Regions from separate parts of the Sus scrofa genome. Here region 1 is linked to region 2. The links are chromatin contacts, called in public Hi-C maps. All regions are on one chromosome and are shown on one strand. Each heading gives the region's core, a stretch centred on a gene start, on an enhancer-like site or on the middle of the called end of the contact. The rest is flanking DNA. Distances are from core to core; before and after follow the strand shown. Region 1 holds the start of TAOK2 (serine/threonine-protein kinase TAO2). Region 2 holds the start of PAGR1 (PAXIP1-associated glutamate-rich protein 1).

Region 1 (4,470 bases), core at 1,016-3,515, 130 kb after region 2:
CCGCGTTGCTGTGGCTCTGGTGTAGGCCGGTGTCAACAGCTCCGATTAGACCCCTAGCCTGGGAACCTCCATATGCCGCGGGAGCGGCCCAAGAAATAGCAACAACAACAACAAAAAAGACAAAAAAAAAAAAAAAAAAAAGACAAATGTTAGCCTGTATAAAAATAACATTTTCCTTTTAGTTGCTCCTCTCCCCCATGGAGGCTTCTCTCTATAGCCCTTAGGTTAGGGTATCTAAGATGTCTTTCCAAGGGAAGTTTCTCTACAGTGCCTCTCCATCATTCCTCCTCCCCTCCCTGTCCTCACCCCTAGGAGGAGCTGGCTCTGTGTGGCTCCAGGCTGCTGGTTTTGGGCTCGTTCCTGCTTCTCTTCTGTGGCCCTCTCTGCTGTCTCACTGCTCTGTGCTTCCCCCCGCGCCGGGAGTCCCACTGGTCTAGAACCCGGCTCTGAGGGCACTGGCCTAGTTCCTGTCTCGTTCTCAGGTAAGGTTCTTTGCCTCAGTCCTGTGGGAACAGGGTATGGGGCGGGGGTGGCAATTCTAACTGAGAAAGAGCCATTCCTAAACAATATGGTTTGGCTTTACTTATTTCTGTGCCTTATATGGGTGGACTCATATTCTTTTGTGACTGACTTCTTTTGGTTAAACATTCTGATTTTAAGATTCATCCATAGGTGTAGTTCTCATCCAGGCTTTTTGGCATCAGTGGTGAATGAAGAGGGTTCAAATTTGATATGTTCTGGATATGAATTAATGTTTGTTTTGCATTTGTCCTAAAATTCTGATACCCTGTTTTATGATGCAAATTTTGTAAAATTCATTTTGAACTGCTCAAAGGAATTGATTGATGATTCCATTTACTGGGCACATACTACGTGCCCAAGGACTTCACATGCATCTTCTCTTTTTCCATTAGCCATCATTCCATTTAGATAAAGTTGATTCTGCTAGCAGGGTCTTTGGAGGGAACACATCTTCCAAAGTGGGAGTGTGGGACATATTGGACTAGTTAGTGGGTCAGCTCATTATGGTTAAAATATATATATATATATCCTGTAAAAAAATCTCACCCTTTCAGGTGAGTCTCATATAATTTGAAAATGAGTCATATATTGTACACCCAGCTCCTAAACTGTTCTCAGCTTGCTGGCTGCTGTGCCTTAGGAAATAACTGCGAGAGAAGAAGAAACAGCACAGGCCCAGGGAATGGCTCTGACGAAAGGATTTAGACCCTCAAGACTTACCTAGTTTTCTTCTTTTTCCTTTTCCTTTTTTTTTGGGGGGGGGGGGCTCTGCCTGTGGCCTGTGGAAGTTCCCAGGCCCAGGTATCAAACCCATGCCACATCAGTGGCCCACACCGCTGCAGTGACAAAGTGGGATCCTTAACTTGCTGTGCCACAGGAATTCCGCGACCACCTACCTGGGATGGAGAAAGGCGGATCCCTCTCAGCCTTTCTTAGATCTGAGCAGACTGGAAAGGAAGAGTTTCTGACTCCTGGCAGATCCTGGGGTCCTGAGGCCATCTCAGTTGGCATAAGTGCCTGTACCTATCTCTAGTTGTCACTTCCTCTGCTCCTTCCTCAATTTCTACAGCCATCCCAGAGCTTCCTCCACGGGTCCTCTGACCTGCCCTGTTTTTTTATTTTGTTCTCTTCAGGTGTGAACTTCTTGGGTCTTCGTTCGGAGTTGGAAGAGATGTTACAAAAAGTGGAGAGCTGGAATGTGGGAGGAAATAAAAGGCTTTTTTTTTTGCCCAGCGTTTCCCAGGGTGTTCATTGGGAATTGGATTAAGGTGGGAGTTTTAGGGTAGAGGGGCTTGCGAGGTTTTGGCGGATTTTTCCTTGTTGACTCTCTAGTTTGGGATACAGGTCGGTATAGGGCATAGGTTACTGCAGCTCTCGGGTATGGTCATGGAAATGCTTTGACATAAGTGCAGTGTGACCTTGTGCACGTCATGCTGCAATGAAGAAATATGACAGAATTTTACCAGCAAAGATTCCTCGAACTTGGTAGCCCACGTCCCGGCTGGATAGTTACTAAGCAGGACAGTCCGTTTTCCCGCCTTTTCCGCGCCCAGCAGCAGTCTTCCCTTACCCCTCCCAACCTCTACCCTGCACGCAGGCGCAGATCGCAGCTTCTTATTTCCTGCCACCCGCGCCCCCTCAAAGCTTCCCCTAGCAACAAGCTCGGGCTCAGCGCTAAGGCGGGGCGGGCGCATGCGCCGCAGCCCTTTCCACCACCAGTTGTCGGACAGCGCGCTGGGCTCCTCCCCCTCCAAGACTGGCCCTTCTCCCGGCCTCCTCCCACCCGGGGTCCGCGTGGCGGGGCGCGCGCGCACTCTGGCTGGGTTACTGCCCAGCTCCCCGGCCGCAGCGGTAAGGGGAGGGGGCGGGACTATTCCCTTCTGAGCCCCGCCCCCTTGGCCCGGCGTCTCTACCGCGCCTGCGCGCTCCCGCCCGGTCTCCATCTTGGAATTGGGAGGAAGAGGGAGAGGGAGACCGGGACGAGACCGGGGCTGTGGTGCGGAGAGAAGCTGAGACTGAGAAGAGGAGAGGGAGAGAGGGCACGGGGACCGCCCTTAGCTACAATCTTTCCGCTATCCTCGGGAGAGAGAAGGGGAAAGGGAGGAGGCCGGGGCGGGAGTGGAGGCTGTCACCCTCGGACCCCGGCGTGAGAGGGGCCGTGCGGTCGACCGTCCTCGGGGTAGGCCCCCTGTCGGTGGCCGAAGACCTGGGGCTCAGTCCCTTCGGTCTCGAATTTCCGGGCTTGACCCCACGCTTCTCAAATATCCGGGTATCAGCCCCTCAGATTTCAGATATCCGGGACTCGGGTCCCAACCTCTCTAAACCTGGGGCTCTGTTTCATAGAATTTCAAATATCTGGTGTTCAGGATCCTGCGTGTACCAGTATCCGGGGTTCATTCCCCACTAGTTCAGATATCAGATTCAGCCTCCCCCCGTTCAAATATCTGGGGCTCAGACCCCACAATCAGAAATCCGGGATTCAGCAACTGTCGCCCTCGAGGAGGAGGAGGACTGGACCGCGAGGTCAGATCAGGTTGTCACCCCCTCCCCTCCACGGGAGGCTTCCCGGGCCCGCCCCTCAGGAAGGGCGAAAGCCGAGGAAGAGGTGGCAAGGGGAAAGGTCTCCTTGCCCCTCTCCCTGCTTGGCAGAGCCGCTGGAGGACCCCAGGAGGAGGCGGAGGCGCTGGGGCACCATAGTGACCCCTACCAGGTGAGACACGGGGTGCAGGGGCGCGGGTCCCTGTGTCTAGCTTGAGAAGAAAGGGTGCTTCTTTCTGGGAAGCTGGCCCTGGGTAGGCCCTGTCCTCAGGATGGGGAAGCCCAACGGGGCCAGTGGTCAGCCTCTGACTAGCCTTGCCTTTTGCTGCCACCCTCTTTCCCTTCCTCTTCCCTTCATTATTGCCTGGTTGCTGGGGGACCTCAGGTGACAGGGTCTCCGATGTCACCGGGGGTCATACCCTAGGGTGCTTGAGCTAATCGGATGGGTTTGTGCCCTTCTGGTCTCTCTGTTCACTTTGCCCCTCACTGCTACCCCTTCTCCATGATTGTAACCCTCTTTCCTTACTGCTCTGGGTTGTTGATTCCCATGCCTCTGATCCCTGTGGTGGGTCTGTTTATCTGTTTTTCAGGCATGGTCTGGTTGGGTTTCTTGTCCTTTCAAGGAAGTGTGTGAGTGCATTTGTATCTGGGGGTACCTGGCAATATTTCCCCCCAGCCTATTGTTACCTTCCAACCTCTTGCTGTGATGGTAGAAGTGAGCCCATTTGTCTGGCAATTTATTTCCAAAGTGCTTTATATCTCTTCTCTCATGTGACCTCTTCCCCTCCATTCATCTGGTGAGGGGCTCATTGATTGCTGTCTTCCCATTTTACAGTTGAGAACATTAAGGCCCAGAGAGGTTGCCCAAGGTCACACAGTGGCAGAATCAGAATTGGAACCCAAGCCCTTGATCAAGTCTTGCCCCCTCTGCGCCATACCCGTCTCTCGTTATCTCTTTTGTTCTGTGCTTGGGGTTAGCCAGGGGTGCAGAGGAGAATGAGTTGGGGTGAGATTTAAGAATGGAAGAGAGAGGAGCTACTTGAGGGCTATTCTCAGGAGCTTGTCCTGATGGGAAGTTCTGGCTTCTGCCTTTTGCTTCATGGATTTTTCTCTCTACTGTGACCTTCATCTTTTACCCTGATCCCAGTCTTTGGCCTGGGTTCCTGAGAGGGCTGCCTCTTCTGACAAATGACAGTGGTGTCTCTTTAACAGTTAAAGCCGAGCTGTAGGTAGGTAGGGTAGGATGATCCCCAAAGCATTAGAGCCTTGTTGGGTGACTCTGGAAGCAGAGAGAAAAATCCGTATACTGAGTGTCTGCATGGTGTTCCTCCCAAGTATGAGATCTCATTAAAAAATTCACAACAGCCCCACACTGTCATCCGTTTTACTGATGAGAAGACCAAGTGTAAG
Region 2 (4,135 bases), core at 138-2,637:
GGAGCCCAATCCATGGCCCAGGCCCGCACCCATAGGGACCAATGGAGCCTGAGCAGCCTTGTTTACAGCTTCTTTCCTGCTCCTGCATCCTGCCAGGCTCCTCTGCCAACCGTAGGCCTCCCTGTTCCCTGCTCTGTGTCCAACCTCCCTGCACTTTTGCCTGCCTCCCCTTCAGCCTCTTGGCTTCCCTACCCCTGCACTTCTGGAAACCTCCCTGCACTTCTGGAAACCTCCTTGCACTTCTGGAAACCTCCCTGACCATCTCCCAGACTCTCTTTGCTCTCAGCCTTCCTGCATCTCTTGCGGCCTTCCTGCACTACACCCTCCCGAGTCCCCTGCACCTCATCCCGGATCTCCATTTCCCAACTTTTTATTGTCTCAGCATCCCCCCCTCCCCCCCCTCCTCTCTTCCTTCCCTTCCTCATTCATCTCCTCTTCCCTCTCCACACCCTCCACCCCCTTCCTCTTCCTGCCTCCTCATCTCCCCTCTGCATCCTCTCCTCCACCCTCCTCCACCGTTTATTCTGCAAAAACTCCAGCACTTAGATCAGGCTGGGGGAGGGGAGCGGTGTCTGGAGAGGGCTCCCTAGCCCGGGCTCGCGACTGTTCTCTGCAGGGACTACCCAGGCCCAGACACCCCCGGGGTGCCTCGGGGTCGCAGAGCTGGCAAGCCGGGCCTCGTTTGTAGATTTGTGCAGGGGTGGCGGGTACTGTTCCGAACAAGCACCTGGTAGAAGGGAGGGGCGAGGCTCTCGAACCCTCCCCGGTCGGCCCGAGCTGACCTGCCCCGCCTGGGCTTTTTAACCCAGTCGGTTTGTTAAAGGCGTCGCGGCTGGAGTCATTCACGTGCTTTGTAACTGTAAGAACAGAAAAAATTGGACCAAAGCTCCCAGCTGCAGGGAGCAAAGAAGGGGCGGAGAGAGCTGCGATTATTTTCTAAGAGGACGAGAGAGGTTTGTTGCACGCGACAGTTCACTGGGGAGGCAGGGTCTGAGCCACAACGCGGTTCGGAGTTGGTTTGGTTTTGGTTTTTTTGTGTTTTTTTTAATATAAAAAAAAGCGTAGGGAAAAAACCTAAAAGTCTTTAAAAAAAAAAAAAAAAAGGATACATCAAACTGATTCTCCCTTTTTGTATGCCGGATGCTGCATGAGTCTGAAACACCAATAAACGGAGACTGCATGATACTCGCCTCCAGCCTCAGTTGGTCCTTACGTGCCTGCGCCGCGGGGCCGGAGGTACAGCCTCCTTTGGGGCACAACCTACTAGGTGATTTGCGCATGCGCCACCCCCGTGGCCATCTTTACTGTGGGCCGAAGCCTATCGTTCCCGAGCGCCTACCTGCGCATGTGCAAGCCTCCCCTTGCTTTCCTCTCCCAAGTAGCTTTGACTAAAGCGGAGCCTCCCGCGCCGTATCTGTGCGCCTGCGTACTTTGACCCTGCGCGGCCCGGGAGGCGGGTCTTAGCTCCAGGTGCGTACGGCCGCTGAGGTGGGGGACCTTCGAGGTGTGGGGAGAGGACGCCGCATCCAGGTGTAGAGCGGCGTAGTGCGGAGGCGAGAAGAGCGGGTCCGCCCGTCTCCGGCCCGGAAAGTGGTTTCTGCCGCTCGCTGGAAACCTCGGAGTACCGGATCTCGATCTGTGGGGGGCGGGGTCCTTGGAGGGGACTGAGCGCCCCCTCCTGGGAACCGGTGGTCTGGTCGCGAGACCGCTGTTGGAGCCTGATTGGTTAGCGAAACAGTCCCCGAACCCCGGGGTGATCCCTTTTTTTGGGAGGGAGTGGAGGGAGGGAGGGGGCGCGGGGGGAATCCCCGGCTTGGTACTCCTGCATCTCCTGGCATCGCTGGGCCCCTTCCCTAGTGGCTTATGTCCCTTGTCCGGGGTCATGGAGACACGGCAGCCACCGCGGCGGCGCCTCTGTCTGAAGAAGGGGAAGTGACCTCCGGCCTCCAGGCTCTGGCCGTGGAGGACACCGGAGGCCCCTCTGCTTCGGCCGATAAAGCCGAGGAAGAGGGGGAAGGAGGCCGGGAGGAGGCCGAACATGAGGGGTCCAGGGCCGAGGAAGTGCAGGGAGAAGCCCCCAGCACTGAGGGGGAAGAGCCCGCCCAGGGAGACTCCGAGGACTGGTGCGTGCCCTGCAGCGATGAAGAGGTGGAGCTGCCTGAGGATGGGCAGCCCTGGATGCCACCTCCCTCCGAAATCCAACGGCTCTATGAACTGCTGGCTGCCCACGGTACCCTGGAGCTTCAGGCAGAGATCCTGCCCCGCCGACCACCTACGCCTGAGGCCCAGAGTGAAGAGGAAAGATCTGATGAGGAACCCGAGGCCAAAGAGGAGGAAGAGGAAAAGTGAGGATTGCTTCCTTGATGCCAGGAGGAAATAGGGAGGGAGGTGGGACCCAGGAGCATGGGAAGTTAGAGGGAGGGGAAGAGCCCGAAGGCCCGGGAGAAGCACCAGTGGAGGTTTGGAAGGATCTCCCTCACCCTCCTCTCTCTCTCCACCTGTCCCAGGCCGCACATGCCCACAGAATTTGATTTTGATGATGAGCCAATGACACCAAAGGACTCCCTGATTGACCGGAGGCGCACCCCAGGTACAGACAAGAGTGGAGAATGGGGGGCGCGGGGGGGCCTCTGTTCCCACTTACTCCGAAAGGGACTCCCTGAAAGAGGTCTTTGAGGCGTTCTCTGATGGCTTAGTGGCAAAGGACCCAGCATTGTCACTGCTTTGGCACAGGTTCGAACCTTGGCCTGGGAACTTCCACATTCCATGGGTGTGGTCAAAAAAAAAAAAAAAAAAAAGGTCTCTGCTTGGTTCCTTGGTAGCTACACAAATCACAGCTTCAGGGGAGAGCGTGCACTCAGTGGTTGCCATCCTTCCAGTCTAGGTGGTACCCAATTTTCTTTTAAAAGATTATCACAGGTAATTCTATCATATTTCCCATTCCTTTGGTCTCATTTCCCCCCCACCCCCATCCCAGAAGTCCGAGTCTTCTTGGTCATTATCTAGCTCCACATCCCTATGCTACTGCGTACACCTCCTAATCTGACCTAGCTTCCCATGCCTAGAGTTTACCGTCAGAGCCATTCTCTCTCTCTCTCTTGTGTGTGTGTGTGTTTAGGGCTGCATCTGCGGCATATGGAGGTTCCCAGGCTAGGGGTCAAATCAGAGCTATAGCTGCTGGCCTACACCACAGCCACAGCAACATGAGATCTAAGCCACATCTGGGACCTACACCACGGCTCATGGCAACACCGGATCCTTAGCCCACTGAGTGGGGCCAGGGATCGAACCCGAATCCTCATGGATACTAGTCAGGTTCGTTAACCTCTGAGCCAAGACGGGAACTCCTCTCAGAGCCATTCTTGATTTCTCTTTCTTTCTTTTTTTTTTTTTTTTTTTGTCTTTTGTCTTTTTTTGTTGTTGTTGTTGTTGTTATTGTTGTTATTTCTTGGGCCGCTCCCGCGGCATATGGAGGGTCCCAGGCTAGGGGTCTAATGGGAGCTGTAGCCGCCAGCCTATGCCAGAGCCACAGCAACGCGGGATCCGAGCCGCGCCTGCAACCTACACCACAGCTCACGGCAACGCCGGATCGTTAACCCGCTGAGCAAGGGCAGGGATTGAACCCGCAACCTCATGGTTCCTAGTCGGATTTGTTAACCACTGCGCCACGACGGGAACTCCCGATTTCTCTTTCTTTTATGTCAACATTCAAACCAGCAGCAAGTCTTGTTAGGTCTGCCTCCACATTTCCAAATTCAGCTACTAGTCTCTGTCTTTAATGTGACACCCTGATCCAAGCCGTCTCTCTTTCAAAACATAAGTCAGCTCAAATCTGTTTTAAATTTTTTTAAATTATTATTATTTTATTTTTAGGGCCTCAAGTGTGGCAAATGGAGGTTTCCAGGCTAGCGGTCCAATTGGAGCTGCAGCCCCTGGCCTACACCACAGCAACACGTGATCCGGCCACATCTGCGACCTACACCACAGCTCACGGCAACACTGGATCCTTAACCCACTGAGCAAGGCCAGGGATCGAACCTGCAACCTCATGGTTCCTAGTAGGATTTGTTGCTGCTGTGCCACGACAGGAACTCCCAATTCTGTTTTAAATTCTCCGAAGGAGGAGTTCCTGCTT

Evidence for each region. A called contact is a pair of places that touch in the nucleus more often than the background predicts.
Region 1: a Hi-C map of skeletal muscle shows a contact between it and region 2, with 11 times the contacts expected there. The contact joins the promoter of TAOK2 here to the promoter of PAGR1 in region 2. A contact is called at or near these places in 3 of 5 promoter capture datasets (fetal liver, fetal skeletal muscle and liver), 3 of 47 Hi-C or Micro-C datasets (heart right ventricle, liver and skeletal muscle) and 2 of 2 datasets of contacts at active chromatin or transcription factors (alveolar macrophages and skeletal muscle).

The regions. Positions count from the first base shown.
Region 1 is chr3:18,176,082-18,180,551 of Sscrofa11.1, forward strand. It overlaps TAOK2 (serine/threonine-protein kinase TAO2), which reads left to right and starts at 2,266. Exons shown (of 18, transcript XR_002342897.1): 1 at 2,266-3,232. TMEM219 (insulin-like growth factor-binding protein 3 receptor) reads left to right here. Exons shown (of 7, transcript XM_021088010.1): 6 at 313-482; 7 at 1,656-1,753. The coding sequence ends at 450.
Region 2 is chr3:18,051,292-18,055,426 of Sscrofa11.1, forward strand. It overlaps PAGR1 (PAXIP1-associated glutamate-rich protein 1), which reads left to right and starts at 1,388. Exons shown (of 3, transcript XM_013987719.2): 1 at 1,388-2,345; 2 at 2,508-2,590. The coding sequence starts at 1,864. It overlaps PRRT2 (proline-rich transmembrane protein 2), which reads left to right. Exons shown (of 4, transcript XM_021086428.1): 4 at 1-1,190.